Linked DNA regions of Canis lupus: region 1 is linked to region 2. Evidence: chromatin contacts called from public Hi-C data. All regions are on one chromosome and are shown on one strand. The core of a region is the stretch at or near the end of the contact, and the rest is flanking DNA. Distances in the headings are between cores, read along the strand shown. Region 1 holds the start of TCF20 (transcription factor 20). Region 2 holds the start of NFAM1 (NFAT activation molecule 1).

Region 1 (4,606 bases), core at 1,401-3,900, 140 kb after region 2:
TGAATTCTTCATGCAGATCTCTTTAGGCTCCCATGATATCTTATTACCCCTTTTACGACTATGGAAAGCAGAGCTCAGAAAGATAAAGTGATTTGTCCAAGGCTACACAGCCCGGAAGTAACCCATATCTGTCTTTCGGCCATAATGCCCACAGGTTCTTTTTCCAAATGGTACCAGAAGGAAAAGTAACAGGCCACCAGGGGTGAAGAGATCCAGGCTGGCCTTGCCCTGGGACTGGGGAAGGTTCCAGGTAGAGGTTGCCTGGGCAATGTTCTGGCAGGGTCCAAGAGGGTTGGGAGGGAGGAGCCCAGGATGGGAGAATCAGTCCCAGGATGGGAGGCAGGAGCAAACAAGAGCCTGGACTTAAGTCTCTATCTGCATTCTTTCCTTTTGAGTGAAGCTCTCTACATAGTTTGTGGCCATCCATTTCATGTTGCAGTTCCTCTGTCTGAGACCTGAGTGAGCTGAGGAGGATGGAAAAGGAAGGCAGGATGGTGCAGGAGGCTAAGGAAAAGGGCTTCCCTTCATGAGTTTTCTCAAGAAACTAAGGGTGCATCTAACACCCAGTGCTCAGAAAGCTCCCCTGCATCCTTCCAGGTTTGTCCAGAAAACATGCATCTGTGCTGAGAGTCCCCCCATCCTTTCCCTCTGTAGCCCTGACCTAAGCAGAAGCCAAGGCTGGTCTTTTAAAAGTCTGAGTGCCAAAGAATTTGAAAATGAAACTCACAGAACAATGGAACAGTCAGAGGGCAGGGCCTAGCAGCCTCTTCAGCTAGGCCCCGGAAGAGCCCAGCACCCTGCTTGGCATGCAAGAGGTGTTGGGGAATCAAGTCTCCAAGAATAGCCCTGACCCACATTGGAGCCAGCCCCCACTTTGTGAAATTGGACAGAAGCCAGCAGAAATCACTGCCTTCCCCAACCACATCCTCTTGAGGTGCCAGAACCAACTGAGGCTCTGCATCAGATCCCTTTACTGGGGGGCAGGTGTTGCCACAGCACGGACCCTCCCTGGGTGACCTGAGGTGACACAAAGCATTTGTGTCTGTAGCTAGGTGAGGCTAGAGGTGAAAGAGCAGAGCCAGGCTCAGGGGAGCTTTGTAACCTCAAATATACTGAAATCTGGGTCCAGGCCACACCTGGTTCCTATCAACCTCCACCTGCTGCCCAAAGCACTCTTCCAATTCCAATCTACTTTCAAGTTGGGTTGCTTCAGGAAAGGAAGCCACATACTCCCCTAACATCTAGGGTAGATGGGGGCCTAACTGGAATCCACAAATTTTAGCCAACATTAGGAGCATCTAGTTCAAACTCTCCTCCTTTCTGTTATACCAGTGGGAAACTGAGGCCCAGAGCCTGGACAGAAATTTGGCCGGATCTCTGGGTGAGTCAGAAGTAAGATCACAAACACTCTCAACGCATCCTACCCTCACTGGCCTTCTCCTTTTTGATAGCAGTGGGTCACAGGGAACAAACAACTCAGCGGTTGTTCTACAACTGAGGTTTTCTTAAAAAAAAGAAAAAAAAAGAAAAGAAAAAAAGCCAAGCCATTCCTTTGCTCCATAAAACATACATGAGGTTTGCAGAAGGCTGGGAACGGCCTGAGGCCTTGGCACCGCAAATCCTCCACCTTATCTCCAAATTAATTCTGGACCCTGGGTCCAGGCAGCCAGGCGTTGCAGCGTTTTAATGCCGCCGCGGGCGAAGGCAACTGGCTTTCCGTGAGTATCTCTCCTACATGCGAGGTTGGTGGGCCTCCCAGCTCCCCGCTTTTATTGCGGAGGAAACTGAGGAAGTTGTCTGCTATCTAGAGAGCCTAAGTCATTCATCCAAGGACACGCGGCGCTAAGGGGCGGAGGAGGGAAGGGAACCAGGCCCGCGGGGCCGGAGGGCGCCTGGCGGTCAGGAGCCGCCCCCGTGCCGGGCCGCGCCGAGCAGGTTCCCGGAGGAGGCCAGGCCCCCGCCCGCGGGCTCCCAGGAAGCCAGAGCGCGACTCTGGCGTCGGAGGCTCCAGGGAACTCCAGAGGTCCCAGGGAGGGATTCCGGGCCACCAAGTCCCCAGAAAGTTGGCTCGCGGCCACTCCCAGGACGGCCCGGAGCCGCCGGCCAAGATGGCCCGGGCGAGCCGCCGGCCGCACGCGCGGCGCCGGGCAGCTGCCGGGGGCCCCCCCGCGCGACCCGGGCCCCCGCGCGGGGGTCGCCGCGGCCCCGGCCCGGCGCGCGCAGGCCTCGGCGCCGCCGCACGCGGGTGGGCACGCGCGCGCCCGCCGGCCCCGCCCCCGCCGCCCCGCCCCCGCCGCGCGCCCCGCCCCGCCCCGCCGCGCGCCCTCCCGCCCGCCCGCGCGCCGCGGCCCCGAGCCTCCCCATTGGCCGCGCGCCGTCACCTGACGCTCTGTTATTTCCTGTGTGTTGGGAGAATGGAGAGAAAAAACCCCGAGCCGAGCCGCCTTCGGCCCCTGCGAGGCGGCCGCGGCCTCCGCCGGGGGAGCCCGCCCTGAGGCGCGCCTGAGCGGGGAGCGAGCGCGCGGGCCGGAGCGAGGCTCGAGGGGCCACGGCCCCGGCCCGCCCCGCCGCCGGCCCGGGCGCCGGAGCTGGAGGCGGCGGAGGCTCCCCCACCCCCACCTCGCGCAGCGCCGCCCGCCGCCGCCGCCGCCGCCGCCGCCGCCGCTCCCTCCCCTCCCGCCCCCGGCCGAGGCCGAGGGACCGGGCGGGGGGCTCCCGCAGGTAACCGCCGCCCGGGCCTGAGGGGGAGGGGCAGGGGGCAGGGCTGAGGGGCTGGGGCCGGGCCGGGGCTCCGGGCTCCGGGCTCCGGGCTGGGGGCCGGGGGCAGAGGTCCTAGCCCGGTCGGCCGGGAGTGCGGAGCCCCCTGGACTCCGAGGCCGGGGCGCGGGGTGCTGAGGGGAGCGGCCCGGCCCGGGGAGCGCAGAGGGGAGCGGCCCGGCCCGGGGGTGCGGGGGGAAGGGGCCCGGCCTGGCGTCGGGGCGCCGGGGGGTCTCGGGCTGGCCGCGGAGTCCGGCGGGGCTTGGCCAGCAGTCGGGGGAAGGTACCTGCTTGTCGCGGCCTGGGGTGCGGAGGCGGCGGGTGTGAGCGGGCGGCGCCCAGGGGTCCGCGGGTCGGCGCCGCCCCCCCCGGCACCCCCGGCACCCCCGGCGGCCCGCGGCGCTCGCCTCTCGGTGGCGGCTGGGGGCGAGGCCGGCGGGCGGGCTGGGCTTGGGCTGGGAGCGGCGCCCGGAGCCCGCGAGTCGGAGCGCGCCCCGCCGCGGGAGGGACGGGGGCCCGTTTATTGCCATGTGAACACCTGAAGCCATGTGGACGCGGCGGCTTCTCGCCTGTTGGGGGCGGAGGACAGGTACCGGCTGGCGGGGCGCAGGGTACCGGCGCGGGGGGCGGGGGGCGGAGCGCGGGACACACTTCCTGCGTGGGGTTTCTCCCCCTCCCCCGCCGCGGAGAGCCGGGCGACTGTTAGACCCGGCGGTCCCGGGTGCGAGCGAGCGCCGGTGTGGGGGTGTGGGGACCTGAGGCTGAAGCTCCTCGTTTCTTTCGGGGGCGGGGGGGGGGGTAGTGGTGGTGGAGGGAGCGTGGCCCATCGGCCCAGCGGGCTCTGGCAGCGATAGGAGGTGGAATGTCTCCTGCGCGCCGGGATGGGAGTGGAATTTAGTATATTGGGGAGGGGGGGGGCGCGGAGCGGTCGCCTTCCCGGGCCTGTGGGTGGGGATTATTGTCTGTGTTTGTGGTGTGGATGCTAGAGCTAGGGATCTGCTCGTCTGTAGGCATCCCTTTCGTTTGCCCTTAGGGGACAGATCAAAATTAGGACTTTCTCTCTCTCCCCCCCTCCCTTTTCCTCTTTGCTTTTTTTTCCCCCCCTCCAAGATTCGATGACTCTGGTAACTGCTGTAAAATGGATGGAATTTTTCAAGCTATTATCTAACAGGCAGATCTTTGAATGATAATTGGACCCTTATGTTAACAGCCTCAGTGAAGACTTTTATGAAACGTCTTACATGGGGTGGCAGCGGAACGTCTCACATGGTGGAGTGGGAAACTGCTCCGAAGTCCGACCTGGGAGACCAGGAACCTATTTCTAGCTTTGCCCCCCAATAAACTGTAACCCTGGCCAGGTTACCCACTCTCTCAAGCCTCCCAATTTCCTTATCTGTTAAATGAGGACTCCCAGGTCAAACACTACACGGGTTTTGGGTAGAATTTTTTTTTGGTGTGTATGTGGTTTTTTGTTTTGTTTTTGTTTTTTAATGTTTGTTCTTGGTGTGTCTCGTGCTTTTGTTTTAGCCATAGGCAGTCGTCTTGAGAAAAGCAGGATGTTTCTTACCTGGCTTTTAAGATCTTGTCCCACTTTTTAGTTTCCAGCCTCTTCCTTCTTCAGCAGAGAGAGCATCAACTTTGGTCAGCATTTGTTTCCTCAAATCTAAATACTGTTCTTTGCTTCTCAAAAAGCGTATTGTGTTATAGTTGATGCTGAATATGCCTTGTATTTTTGTCTTTGTACAAGAAGAAGTTATCAAGAGAAAGATTTTAGAGAATGTTTGACTACTTTGAAGCGTGGATAATGTTTAAGTGTATTTGGGTCTGTGTATGTTGGTTGGCTCCAAGG
Region 2 (4,489 bases), core at 239-2,738:
ACACCCCGAGGCTGCGCAGCTCCCAGGGCCCCAGGGTGCAGACCAAGGGGGTGCAGTTGTTTGGGGGCTGAGGGCTCTGTGTTCGGGGCGGGCAGAGAGAGCAGCACCTGCGCGGACGGGAGCCGCTGGGCCCTCCAACGCCTCGTAAAGAGACTCCTCGAGGCACAGACCGATGCCTTTATAACGCTCCCTCCGTGCACAGAGGCATTAACATGACGTCTATCACCATGGCATCGAGGTGCTTAGACAACCTGCTCCCCCCGGAGGTCGGAAGCAGCGTGAAGCAGATTATCTGTGTCTCACTGTGACATATGCGATCATGTATCACTGTGATGGATCAACAGTCAAAACCGCTGGGGTCCCCGCCGCCCCCTAGCTGGTAGGAGGTGGCTTGCGTTTATGTCGTCCTCCTCACCTGGGGGGGCAGTCCCCACCTCCCGGCCTCCACCCCCCCCACCCCCCCCACCCCCGTGCTGCTGGTCGGAGGAAACGGAGGAAACAGCGTCCCTCCGGCCTTCAGGGTGCACGTGCAAAGCTGACAAGGGGAGAGGGTCCCCCCTCTGTGCCACGAGCGGGGCTCCCGTGGAGGTGGGGAGAAAGCAGGCTTCGCACAGCCCAGCCTTGGATGCTGGCCCCACGCACCTGCCCTGATCTTGAGCAAGTTGCGCAGCCTCTCGGGGGCACGGTTTTGTCTGTCGTCAAATTGGGATAATCGCATTCATCTCGAGGGTTAATGGGTTCTGCTGGAGAGGGGCGGTGAAGTGCTGGCATGCGCCCAAACGCAACCACATTCACCCCAGCCTCTTCTGCGGGGCCGGGATCCCCTCCACCCCCATCCCCTCCACTTCCGCGCCCCCTTCCCTGGGCCGCTCAGGGGCATGCGGGCAACTGTCTGTGCCCCCAACCTCACCCAGCTCGCCCGGGCTGGGCTCCAGAATGCCAAGGGTAACAGCCCAGGGTGCTGGGGGCAGGGGGGCGGTGGCCACGCCTTATCCTACCTGTTGTCAGTGTCTGCGTGGGCGGGGGGGCGGTGAGGAAGGGGGGGCGAGGAAGGGGGCTGTGGCTCCACCCGCTGAGGAAGCAATTCAGTTGTCTGCTGGTGGGGGAGGGGTGAGCTCAGGCTGAGGGAAGCTTCAGGAAGGAAGGACATTTCAGGTGGGTGAGAGAGGAGGCAAGTGCTGGGGCTGTGTGATGTGAACACAGTTTTAAAAGTTTCAGATGTGGGACGCCTGGGTGGCCTTTGGCTCAGGGCATGATCCTGGGGTCCTGGGATCGAGCTCCCTCCCCGCAGGGAGCCTGCTTCTCCCTCTGCCTCTGTCTCTGTCTCTGCCTCTCATGAATAAATAACCAAAATCTTAAAAAAAAAAAAAAAAAAAAAGTTTCAGATGTGAGCAGCTAAACCAAGCCCTAGAGTTACTCGTGGGACTCCTGCATCCCCTCGGTCACTAGTGTCTACCGGATGGGCCACCAGATAGAAGGGCACCCAGGACGGGAGCAGCACACCACACGGGGTGGAGCAGGAAACCCCGGACTCCTCACCTGGTGGCCTGTGCCCACTGCCTGCTCAGAAAGTCCAAGGTCATTAAGGGGAGCAGACCGAGTGAGGCCCCGAGGAAGCAGAAGCGAGGCCAGGGAGGAGCTTTGTGGGAACTCAAAGGGGAACTGCGGCTGCCAGCAGGCCATCCCCTCCCGAGGACGAGAGGAAAGAGGAAGGCTGAACAGGAGGCCCCGATGGAGAGCCGGCCTCCGCGGCGGTGGGCCCCGCCGGCCGCCTCCTGGGGCCCCTGGCTCCTGGGTTTGCTGCTGTTCCCCTGGACCCTGCAGCTCACAGGTACGCTGCCTCCTTCCCACCAGCTCCCTGGCTCGCACATCAGAGCGGCTTTCATCTGCCGGTGCAGCTAATTCCTGGGGACCTGTCTCGGGAGATTTGCTGGTTGCGTTTGAACATTGCAGACTTCACAGGGGAAGCCTTCGGGGAGCCAGGAGATGTTTAGCTAATGCCTCGCCAAGGTGGCTTTTACAGGGGTGGGGGCAGCGCTCCCCCCTCCCGGCTGTGTTAACAGCCCTCCTCCCGCAGCCTGACCTCTGGGCCTTCAACACGGTATGGGGGGGGGGGGGGGGGCGTCAGGATAGGTGTGGGGCCGGTGGGGAGGGACAGCTTGCCCCCAAGGAATCTGATGGTGGAGTCACCGCGTTGTCCCTGCCAAGCGGCAGGGTCAGCCTCGGCCTCGTTCCCAGTGCTAACCAGGGAGACGGGGGTGGCCGAGGGCTGGCCAACAGAAGCATTGTGCCCTGGGACACAAAATTGTCACTATTGCCAGAAGGGGTGGCAGTCTCCACTTCCTGAAGTCACCCAGAGGCCACCTTATGTTATTTTATAACAGGAGCTTATGCCTTTCTCCAGGGCCAATGCTGCACCCCCTTCCCTGGTCCCAGATCCGCTCAGAAACTGGGTGGCCTGGATCCAAGCCAGGCCTGGGGGCATGTGCCATGGGGCAAGTCCATCCAGATCCCTGGCTGAGCAGGTTGGGGGGACACCCCCAAGGGTTTGCCTCACTGGGGCTGCCCTCACTGGGGTCCCTCCCTGCAGCTCAGTCCCTCCCTGGGCAGCCCTGGCCCCCTGGGGTTCCTTGGATCCCCCACCCCACCCTGCTGTGCAGCCTAGATGTTTTTCTTCCTATTCACCTGGTCTTCTCTGAGGCTTCCAGGAGGGCTCCCGACTCTGCTTCATCCTCTGCCTTTCATTTAATAGCATAAACAGTAAAGATCTAGACAATGAGTGGAGGTCAGGTTTAGACCTGAGTCAGCCTGAACCCTAAGCCAGGACCCTTGGCAGTGAGCCCCAGGGCTCCTCTCTGGCTTTCTTTGTAGAGAACATTCCTTATGTGATGCCTGGGTGGCTCAGCCATTGAAGGCTGAGCATCTACTTTTGGCTCAGGTCGTGATCCTGGGTCGGGGGATCGAGTCCTGCATTGGGCTCCCTGCGAGGAGTCTGCTTCTCCCTCTGCCTGTGTCTCTGCCTCTCTCTGTGTGTCTCTCATGAATAAATAAATAAAATCTTAAAAAAAAAAAGAACATTCCTCATAGAAAAATTTCCCTCCCCCAGGGAGGCAAGAGCTGACTGTGGTCCCTACTGCAGGCTCCTGGGCTGGGCCCCTTGTGACATCATCCCCTTTCATCTTGCACACCTTGCGTCCCTTCCTGCTCCCTCCCAGAGATGGCCAGTGACGAGATGGCCCGAGGAAATGCAGCTTGTTGGTGACAGTGCATCCAACTGGGTCATTTCCAACTTAATTTCCCTCAAATTAGTATCATTTCTTTTGGCGTGGCCCCTCCTCCCCAGAAGGGACCCAGCATACCTGGGTAACAGCAGGCGGACCACACTTTGCGGGGACACTGCGCTAAGAGGCGCTTTTGTAACCGTCTTAACTGTAAATAAAACAGCAGGATCCTCCCCCCCCCACCCCCAGTATTGCAGCAAAGGTTGTACAAAAGAGAAAGTCTGCTCTTTCACAAGAGGTGAAAAACCCTCAGGGTCCCCTGGAACCTCCTGGAACAGCAGAGAGCACAGTCACTCCTGGTCCTGCCCCTGCCCTGATTCACTCTGTCTGTCTGTCCGTGAAGCGGAGGGACAGCGTGCCACTTCCCTGATGCGTGTTGGGTACATACGCCAGGGCATAATCAGCTTGCCTTTCCATCTAGGCGCTGATGTTCACCGCAGGGGCCTGGGCAGGTTCCTGATGTCTCTGCGCCTCAACTGCCTCCTCTGTTAAATGGGTGCGGTAGTAGGACCTCCCTGTGTCACCCCCTGAGACTGAGTGGTTCGGGCACGTGGACGGGGCTCAGAGAATGTCAGCTACCCTCCAGCCTAGCAGAGCCAATCTGGGGTCCCTGTGACCTTGCCGGTGGCCTCTGGCGCACTGTGGGATGGTGTCCCAGGACTGCCCTTGCTCCCAACCCTCCTCCTCCTGTCGTGAGCCGGGTCTCAGGCCCACTCCCCTCCAGTGTTTCGAGCTCTCCGTAAATTCTACTTTGCTCAAAGGGTCTCGCAGCCACTTGTGGTTTCGTGGGCAACTGCTCACCCCCAGAGGTGAGTCATCCGAACCCCAGACTGGGAGCCGCTCGCTGTGCATCTGCTCGAGCCCTGCTTCTACAGGGCAAGGGCTTTGGGGCCCAGCGGACCAGGCTCAGGTCCTACCTTCTTCCACTGCCTGCTGTGTGACCTCGGACAAGTCCCTTAACCTTTCTGAGCCTCTGCATCCTCAGCAGATGTCAGAACTTGGCCTTCCCAGAACTCCGGGCTGTATTTATTTCTCAAATATCCACTGAGGAGTACGGGTTCTAGGCCCTGGGGGGTGAGGGGACCCGGAGGTGAACAACCCTTACTCTCAGCCTGGTGCAAAGGCTGAGGCTCACCCAGAGAATGTGACCCAACTTGACCCAAGGAGAGAGTTACCGATGCAGGTTTGCTCCCTGCCCCCTTTGCTCC

The links. Hi-C and Micro-C count contacts between places; a contact is called where the count stands out from the background.
Region 1: a contact with region 2 is called in a Hi-C map of blood, with 2.6 times the contacts expected there. The contact joins the promoter of TCF20 here to the promoter of NFAM1 in region 2. A contact is called at or near these places in 2 of 9 Hi-C or Micro-C datasets (amygdala and blood).

The regions. Positions count from the first base shown.
Region 1 is chr10:24,102,537-24,107,142 of UU_Cfam_GSD_1.0, forward strand. It overlaps TCF20 (transcription factor 20), which reads left to right and starts at 2,651. Exons shown (of 6, transcript XM_038550333.1): 1 at 2,651-2,721.
Region 2 is chr10:23,964,176-23,968,664 of UU_Cfam_GSD_1.0, forward strand. NFAM1 (NFAT activation molecule 1) reads left to right here and starts at 1,489. Exons shown (of 6, transcript XM_038550330.1): 1 at 1,489-1,831. The coding sequence starts at 1,732. It overlaps LOC111097638 (a long non-coding RNA gene), which reads right to left and starts at 791. Exons shown (of 4, transcript XR_005365541.1): 1 at 643-791.